Linked DNA regions of Mus musculus: regions 1 and 2 are each linked to region 3. A link is a contact called in public promoter capture Hi-C data. All regions are on one chromosome and are shown on one strand. The core of a region is the stretch at or near the end of the contact, and the rest is flanking DNA. Distances in the headings are between cores, read along the strand shown.

What was found. Promoter capture Hi-C pulls out the DNA fragments that hold promoters and counts their contacts.
Region 1: a contact with region 3 is called in a promoter capture Hi-C map of cranial neural crest. The contact joins the promoter of Ncoa7 here to the enhancer-like site in region 3. A contact is called at or near these places in 5 of 39 promoter capture datasets (3T3-L1-derived adipocytes, cranial neural crest, hippocampal neurons and 2 more) and 3 of 115 datasets of contacts at active chromatin or transcription factors (the SCID.adh cell line, astrocytes and embryonic forebrain).
Region 2: a promoter capture Hi-C map of pre-B cells shows a contact between it and region 3. The contact joins the promoter of Hddc2 here to the enhancer-like site in region 3. A contact is called at or near these places in 10 of 39 promoter capture datasets (the 3T3-L1 cell line, the C10 cell line, HPC-7-derived erythroid cells and 7 more) and 1 of 484 Hi-C or Micro-C datasets (B cells).

What each region holds. Positions count from the first base shown.
Region 1 is chr10:30,802,039-30,804,738 of GRCm38.p6, reverse strand. Ncoa7 (nuclear receptor coactivator 7) reads left to right here and starts at 1,413. Exons shown (of 16, transcript NM_172495.6): 1 at 1,413-1,910.
Region 2 is chr10:31,311,973-31,314,672 of GRCm38.p6, reverse strand. Hddc2 (HD domain containing 2) reads right to left here and starts at 1,268. Exons shown (of 6, transcript NM_027168.2): 1 at 1,190-1,268; 2 at 37-158. The coding sequence starts at 1,258.
Region 3 is chr10:29,333,298-29,335,997 of GRCm38.p6, reverse strand. Echdc1 (enoyl Coenzyme A hydratase domain containing 1) reads right to left here. Exons shown (of 6, transcript NM_025855.4): 5 at 1,727-1,807. Among named protein-coding and RNA genes, the nearest start is that of Gm25596, 15 kb to the left of the region's middle. Within about 2 kb of position 1,402, at least 16 of the 459 cell types and tissues checked have an H3K27ac peak or open chromatin away from gene starts, as enhancers often do.

The DNA of each region.
Region 1 (2,700 bases), core at 164-2,663, 1.5 Mb before region 3:
ATTTGACTGATGGGTACTATTCTGGATAAGAGGGATGTAGACGATGCTAATTCCGATTTCTGTGTGAAGACAAGACTCAGATGAATCAGTCAATACTCAGAAGAATCAGTCAATACTCAGTCACAAAAAAGAATGACCAAAGAATCTTTAAATTAGAAGCACCCCCAATCCCAACCATTTGAGTACAACTCCCCATTCTATTCAGACTTTCACTTTAGTGACAAACTATCCTTAGCATGTGATCCATCATGTACTTCCAGGGGAGATAATGAAGACAGTGTCATTGTTTGGCATTGCATTGGAAAACTTGGGGAACACTCTATCAGCAAGTCACCACTTTGAACACATACTCAGTTATACTTTTGCCTAAGAGAAAAGAAATCAAGGCCTATTTTATTTCTCGTCAGAACCTTGGGTTCATAGGCACAAAAGGGTGCTGACCGAGTTAAAGGGTGGGAACAGTACCTGCAGCAGAGCCTGCACTCAAGGTTGATACCAAAAGGGGTGTAAAGAACACAGAAAGAAGTGTCTCCTACTCAAAGCATAAACATGCAAACCCGATGTCAGAATTTACAGATGGTCAGTGCAAAACCAGGAAGTGATTCCATATTTGCATGACCATGTAACATCATCTGCTGCTGAAATCTCAGAGTCATGGCTGCTAAGGGCTTTGCTCCACCCTCCAGAGAGACTGGCAGTACCAAGAAGCAGCAGCAACCTGGGGAAGCCTCTATGTACTGTGTGTGTTGATGGCTTAGGACACACCTGTCACACACACACTTTTTTCTTCCTGTATTTAAGAGTGATCTTCACGATCAGATCCTCCGAGTCATCTTGCAGTTATAGCCACTGGACTGTAAAGGGAACAGCGTCCAATACAGGTTGGAAGCTCACAGAAACAGGGCCCTGGGCTCATACAAAAAAAAAAAGAAAAAACAAAAAAACCTTCCCACTCAGCTGCTCTCCAGCCCCAGCCAAGAGCCAGCTGAACTGCCCGTTGCTACATCGCATTGCCTTGGCTATAAGGTTTACAATTGGGCAGCTTATAGGATGTTGTACCGGGGACAGAAGAAGACAGTGGGCCTCTTTGCCAAAGGCAATGCTGGAAATGACAGAGGATGAATTTATGGTTGCCCCTAGTCCTAGAGCTGGAAGGTGAAGTAAAAGGACTTTAAGGCTCCAGCAAGGGCTCTAACTCCACATGTGCCCATAAGCGCTAACTTCCCTCCAAGATCCAGACAGGAGCCAGCTAAAAGGGATAAGATTAGGGGCCAGGTAAGCAGACCGTACTCGGTTCACTGACTGCCTGACCATCACAGCGTCACAAATGGCCGGGGCCTGCGGAGGCCGCGCGCGCAGCTCTCCGGGGCGGAGCCGCTGGGCCCAGGGTTCGGGGGCCCGAGCCACCTCGAGGCTGTCCAGCCTGCGGCTCCGAGGTCGCACGGGGCAGGCAAGATGTCGCAGCTGCAGCCCGCATCGCTAAGGCGGTCGGCTGAGCTCCCGGGTCCCAGCCGCAGCAGACGAGTGCAGCGCGCGCCCCGGGTCGGGCGGAGCTAGAGGCGGGCGCCGGGCTGGCGTCGCGCCACCGCAGCTCCCCGCCTTCCGCCCAGCTCGCGCCCGGCGCCCTGACCGTGGGTGCTGCTGCAGGTACCTGGGCGAGGCCTCGAGCACCCCGGCGGCGGCTGCTCGGGCCAGATCGGCACTCCGGAGCCCTTCAGGAGCGCACCCCGCAGCGCCTGACGCCTCCCTTAGCTCCTCCTCGGCGGGCGATCCCCTCCCCGGCCCTCCCCCTCCTCCCACCCCGGAGGATGCGCTTCCCAGCGCCCAGCGGCAGAGGCCACGGCTCCCAGAAATGCGTGCTCCCGAACCACTTCGCCCAGACCCGCGGAGCCCGCGCCCCCGCCCAGTAGGTAGGTCGCCGAGGCGGGGCCAGGCCTTGAAGGCTACCGGCTGCTGATGCTGCGGCCAGGAAGAACCGGAGCCTCCCTCCTGGGCTGCCGAGGTGTACTAATGGCGCTGGGCGCAGCCCCCGGGGGACCCGAAACGCTCTGCTTGGAACGTTCGAGGCCGAGCCGGGGCGCAGGGCCACTGGACCCTCCTCGCTAACAATCAGGGGACCCTCGGTTGGGGGCTGGGAGAGCTTGGAAGGATAGGTTGGCGCGGAGCTTCTTTGAAAGGAGACCGTTGCCTTTTTCTCGAGCTCAAGTAGATTGTGTCATTGCATTTTTAAAAAACAGGATCAGCAAATGCGTTCTTCCTGTTCTTTTTGCTAAAATGTAGACGACCACGGTTGTTGTTTTAGAGGTATTTAGGGGTGGTTATGAATTTTTGTGTAATTTACAGCTAGCCGAGTGGTATATAAAGTCAGTGGTGCAAACACTTTAACATTTTGGGTGTCAGTTTAAGGAAAGTCTTTCTAGAAATCAGATTACCTAGGTAGGTGATGGATGAGGCTGGCGTGTTCTCGTAGGATAAAGCTGACTGGAGCCAATGGGTTTGAGAGCTGCAAGTTTGATACAGGTGTCGGGAGTTGAGACTCTGAAAGATGCGCCAGCAGAGGCAGTCTTGTCTCCGGCCTCGCCTTCAACTCTGAGCTGACCCTTGCTTTTCTGAGAATCTGGTTGAGTCTTTTTTTCCTGTTCTTGAAATAAAAGTAATACATTAGGGCTTTTAATAAAATTGTTTCCTCTCAGGCTGCCG
Region 2 (2,700 bases), core at 19-2,518, 2.0 Mb before region 3:
GAAACCTTCATAAGCATCAATGTTCAAATAACTTACCTATCCTTGTTAAGACGGTCATCTCTGGTCACCATGGCCATAACTGCCATCCGGTACATGTGATCTGACACGCTTTCTGGCTTTTCGACATTTCTGTATACCCAGCCAGTCCGTGGAACTCTCTAATAAATAAGATAAGGAATTAAACAAAACACTATCCCTGGGAACAACAACAAAAAATGACAGGTGCTCTTCAAGAAAATGCCAGAGAATGGCCACAGAGCCACATGTCAGCTGAGTCGTGGTTTCAAACCTATTTTTTTAAAAATGTTTCATTTAAACTAATCATATCGATAAAAATCTGAAATCTCACTAGTGAGTGGACAATTCACAAATATACAAAAATGTTCAAAAGTATACAAAAGTCCAATAGTCTTTACTCTGTGCTAGTGAAGTATAACTATGGGATAATACACAAAAAGTTTTTAGACATAAAAGCAAAACTGGTGGTACGCCTGGTGGTACACGCCTGGAATCTAAGAACTCAACAGGTGAAGACCCAAGTTCCAGGCTGCCAGCCTGTGCTGTTCATCTGTGGTGTAGTTAGGAAAAATGCAAAGCAAAGCCCCAGTATTATTCCTAACTATGAGAGTAGTAGGTTTGTGCCGTCCAAAAACTCATTTCATACAATAATAGAATATTTTGTACATGCAACATGTGACAGACTCTCCAATTCTAACTCAGATGGCTTGGAGGAGTTTCCATGGCAGTCAAGCCTTTCACTACTTCTCAACCTGTGTAAGTCTGCATTTTCTCTGGGAGTTCTATGCATCTAACGAATTTCACAAATAGTCGCAGTGTTACAGAACAGCTCATCTTGGAACAAAGGGGGCTCTGCACAAGCTCTGCCAAGCAAGGGCTGGTGCACGCTGAAACCGATTTACTGAAACCAACAGTTCCGGAAGTCACGGTGATAGAGGAAGGTTTCCACAGCCTACGTGCAGGGGTTTCGGCTCCTGCCTTCCGCTGCCGCTCCGCAGCATCGCCATGGCCTGGGTTGTGGCCGCGCTGGGCATGGAGCGTGCACGAGTCCCCGGTCCAGCCTCGGCTGCGTACCCGCCAGCAACGCCGGGCTGAGCGAGGGAGGTTGCGTGAGGTCGGTGCCTGAGCTGGGCCGCACCGCCTCCCGGCCAAGCCGATCCCACCCGCTCACCTTGAGCTGCCCAACTAGACGCAGAAAACGCAACAGCCCGGCTCCAGAGCCGGACGAGGCCAAAGCCATGCTGAAGTGCATAAGAGCTGGGCGGTGTCAACCTCAAGCCCCTCCCCATTCCCCTTCAGCTCCTCCCCGCCCTCCTTCAGCTCCTCCCCGCCCTCCTTCAGCTCCTCCCCGCCCTTCTTCAGCTCCTCCCCGCCCTCCTTCAGCTCCTCCCCGCCCTCCTTCAGCTCCTCCCCGCCCTCCTTCAGCTCCTCCCCACCCTTTGGCTCCTCCTCACAGCCCCACTTCCTCCTTTGGTAGAGCACTTTCTCTGTACTAAGGTCTGTGCTCAGACTTTGGATGGTCTCTGCCCAAGTAACCATCAACTTTCACAGGAATCGCAGCTTGACGCTAAGGGCAGAAAGGCCTAAGGAGGATGAAGCTGGATAATGCCTGCAAACCTTGCTTCTTAGAAGCCCAGTGTCTGATTGGCAGGAAGAGCTAGCTATAAGAAGCTTCGCTTAACCAGTTTAACAAAGGCACTGGGCAAGCCTGTGAAGGGAGGCAATGCTTGGCAGACATACCAGGAAACTTTGGAGGAAGCAGGAAATGGGCTAGTAAGAGGAAGCCCATGGTGAAACCACAAGCATCCATTCTGCCAGGAAACTGATCAGGATCTTCCAGGACTACCTGACTAGTTTCCATTGACAATTTGATGGTACAAACTTTTAAATGCAGTTAATGGATATGGACAAATTCAAGCAGAGGGAGTCGAGGATATGAATAAGATTCAAGAAGAAAGAGAAATAAAAAGGAATTCCAATTTTATTTGTAACAAAGTAGGTTTATTTATTTACAGGGCCCTAAAAGGTGATGGTTCTAATGAACCATTGTCTGTTCTCGTTTCTCACTACTTGATATACCTACCACCTCTTCCATATGAGCCCGAATACTATACCGGGAACTATACTAGAAAATGTATAGTCATCATAGCATAATGTTGGTATAGAATGTTGCTCAGTAGATTCTACAGAACCCTGAGGCAGCATCCATGAGCAGCATCCAGGATTCTAAAGTCAGCTCTACAGAAGAAATGAAAAGTTGGCAGTATAGTGTAGCTGTGCATGAGGTCCCAAGTGCTCTCCAGCACTGAAGTAGCATCCATGAGCAGCATCCAGGATTCTAAAGTCAGCTCTACAGAAGAAATGAAAAGTTGGCAGTGTAGTGTAGCTGTGCATGAGGTCCCAAGTGCTCTCCAGCACTGAAGTAGGTGAGTGGTTTGTGTTATCTATAAAGCACAAGCTTCAAATGCCAGCACCACCAGGCTGCCTTGCTATGCTAAGGTCCTAGGTGTAGAAAGCCCTATTCCTGGTTTTATATATAGTCCCTATCTGCTTTCTCCCTATAAATCATACTGTTAGTCACTCTAATCAGAGTGTTTGAATCAGGTGTTATCGCAGTAAAAATGCCTGTGAAAGTGGCTTTTTAGAGTATAAAACTTTCTGGAAATCATAAATAGGACTTTA
Region 3 (2,700 bases), core at 153-2,652:
GTTCCATGGGATCTGATGCCCTCTTTTGGCTTCCATGAGCACACATGAAAACAGGAAAAATATTCATACAAAAAAAAAAAAACAAGATAAAACAAATCCTTTAAAAAAGTGATTTTTGAAAAATGTATTCTGTGGGGAGGATTTTAGGATCTGAAATTGTGTTCTGTTTAAGATTTTATCAAATTATTGTATAACAGTTATTTAATATATAAACTGTATTGCTATAAAGTACTTTAAGGACATAAAAATAAAGTACTTTGAAAAACGTAAAATGAAATCAAGATTATTAGTGAAAGAATGTCAAACAAAAAAAGTAGTCTTAAAGAACGACAGATAATTATTTATTGACTTTTCTACTAAAAACTATAGTGGTAAAATAAAGTAACTTTAAGACCACTTTAATATTTTGTGTACATTAAGGGTAAGTATTATGTTGAAGTGATGCTTTTGTACACTGTGTGAATGTGTCTGTGTCCTTCCTTGCCTGCCTACAGCACCTTCTGACTTGCTAAAATAAAAAGCCTATGACTTATAAGGCAGGATAGGAAGGTGGTACATCCAGCAGAAAGAGGAACTCTGGGAAAGAGCAAAGCATGGAGCTTCCCTGCCTAGACTCAGAGGAAGCTGTACAAATAAAGCTGAGGAGAGGTAACTAGCCATGTGGCAGACAGAGAATGATACAGATGGATAAATGCAAGTTATAAGCTTCTGAGAACAGGCTTAGCTATGGCCTAGGCATTTAATTAATAATAATAAGTCTTTTGAGTTATTTGGGAACTGGGGCATGGGTGGAAAGGTCACCAATACAGTACACACACACACACACACACACACACACACACACACACACACACACACACACACGTCAGACAGGTAGAAGCAGCAGACAGAGGTGAGGACAGTATATCTGGTGCCAGGCTCAGGCTCTTTGTTGTCCTACCAGTTTAGCTCCTTATAATACAGAACATTTTTTGAACTGGAAAAGGATCCTTAAAAATCAAACATCTAACTTCCTTGAAAACACAATTCTTTGCTATGATTTCAAGCTCTGAGGACTTCTCAAAGCTGTCTACATGGAACAGTTCAATGTGATGCTGTCTTCCCCCGTGTTTACAGACCTCAGGACAAGCATATGAAAGAATACAGAGGTTTCCTCAGAGTTGTTCCTACAGTCTTTGGGACAGCACAAAGAAGCCTGTATAAAGCATCAGATGTTACGGCTTCTGTACTCACACAGCTATGAAATGCTGAGAATTTTAAGGAAAAACAATCAGCTCCCAGAGTTCCTGGCAACCCTGTTCTCCATGTGTTAAGTGGCTATGAACCCCAGACAGTGAAAACATGGCTCTCAGAACCCTCTTGATGAGAACCGCAGCACCACGCTCTTCGTGTCCAGTGGCTTTTCTTCTTGCGTCTTTCAGCTGCTAACTTCTGAATAATTCTCTTGGGTTTAGAGTTTCCTTTGTATGACTTCCATGACTTTCCTTCTTAGGATCATATGGATTTAATTTATGAATAGTCACTGTGTTCTGCTGCTTTTTAAAAGAAATTCATTATAATTGAGTAATAGCAGCTGTACTATTATCTACTTTAATGACTAGTAAAAAGAAAACATTCATTAATTGATTATCTTATTTAAGAATATATGAAATATTGAAATGGTAAAACTAAATCCAAGCATGTGCTAATTATTTTTATGCCTATAGCAATGTAATTTTTATCTTACCTGAAATCACATGCTGTAGTAAGTTCTGCTCCTCCACCCATTGCCCAGCCTTGAACCAGAGCAACACTTATTAACGGTAGTCTGTATATTCAAGGGAAAAATAGATGTGAATAATTCTAAATTTAGTATTCATTTATATACATCATCTTAAAATCTTCAACATTCCTCAATGTTAATAACAGGAAGTATCAAGGGCACCAGCAGAAGAAAAATGGCATGATGCCAAAAAGTAGCCACGCTCGTGCTCCAGGAAGTCAGCAAAGTACCTGCCTGAATCACTGCCTGGCTTTCAGTAAAGCAGACTCACCGTCTTCTAACTGAGGGACCTAGGATAGAACCTTTAGCTCTGCAGGTATCAGCTCAGTCACTGTGAAACTGCTTGCTTTATTTTATGGCTCTACTGTCAAGGTGTAGTTATTATGGTCATATCTGATGGGATAATCTGGCCTAAAACACAGAGCTGAAAAGTCAAGTACTTAAGATTTCCCTCAAAAGACTAAATGGCCATAGGCTGCTCCTATAATATTAACATTACTTATCATTTTAAAAAAAATCCTACTGTTTCTTTTTATAAAGAAACACACACACACACACACACATCTTGCCTTAACTCCTATTTGCTTCCACCACACTAGAACTTACGTTTTTTTCCCCCTATGTTAAAACTCTTTTTTTTTTAACGATTTTATATTTATGAGTGTTTGGCCTGGGTGTTTATATTATGTACTGTATATATGTGTCTAGAGCCTTCAGAGACCAGAGGAAGGCATCAGAAGGGGGGCAGGCATTAGTAAACACCTTCAATCCCAGTACTTGAGAGGCAAATGGATTTCTAAGGGTACAAGGTCAGCCTGGTCTAGTGAGTTTCTGCACAGTTAGAGCTAGAGTTGAAACTTTATCTTAAAAAATAATAATGAAATAAAAATAAACTGTGTCAGAGCACTGTGAGAATACTATTAGATATATTTTCAAAA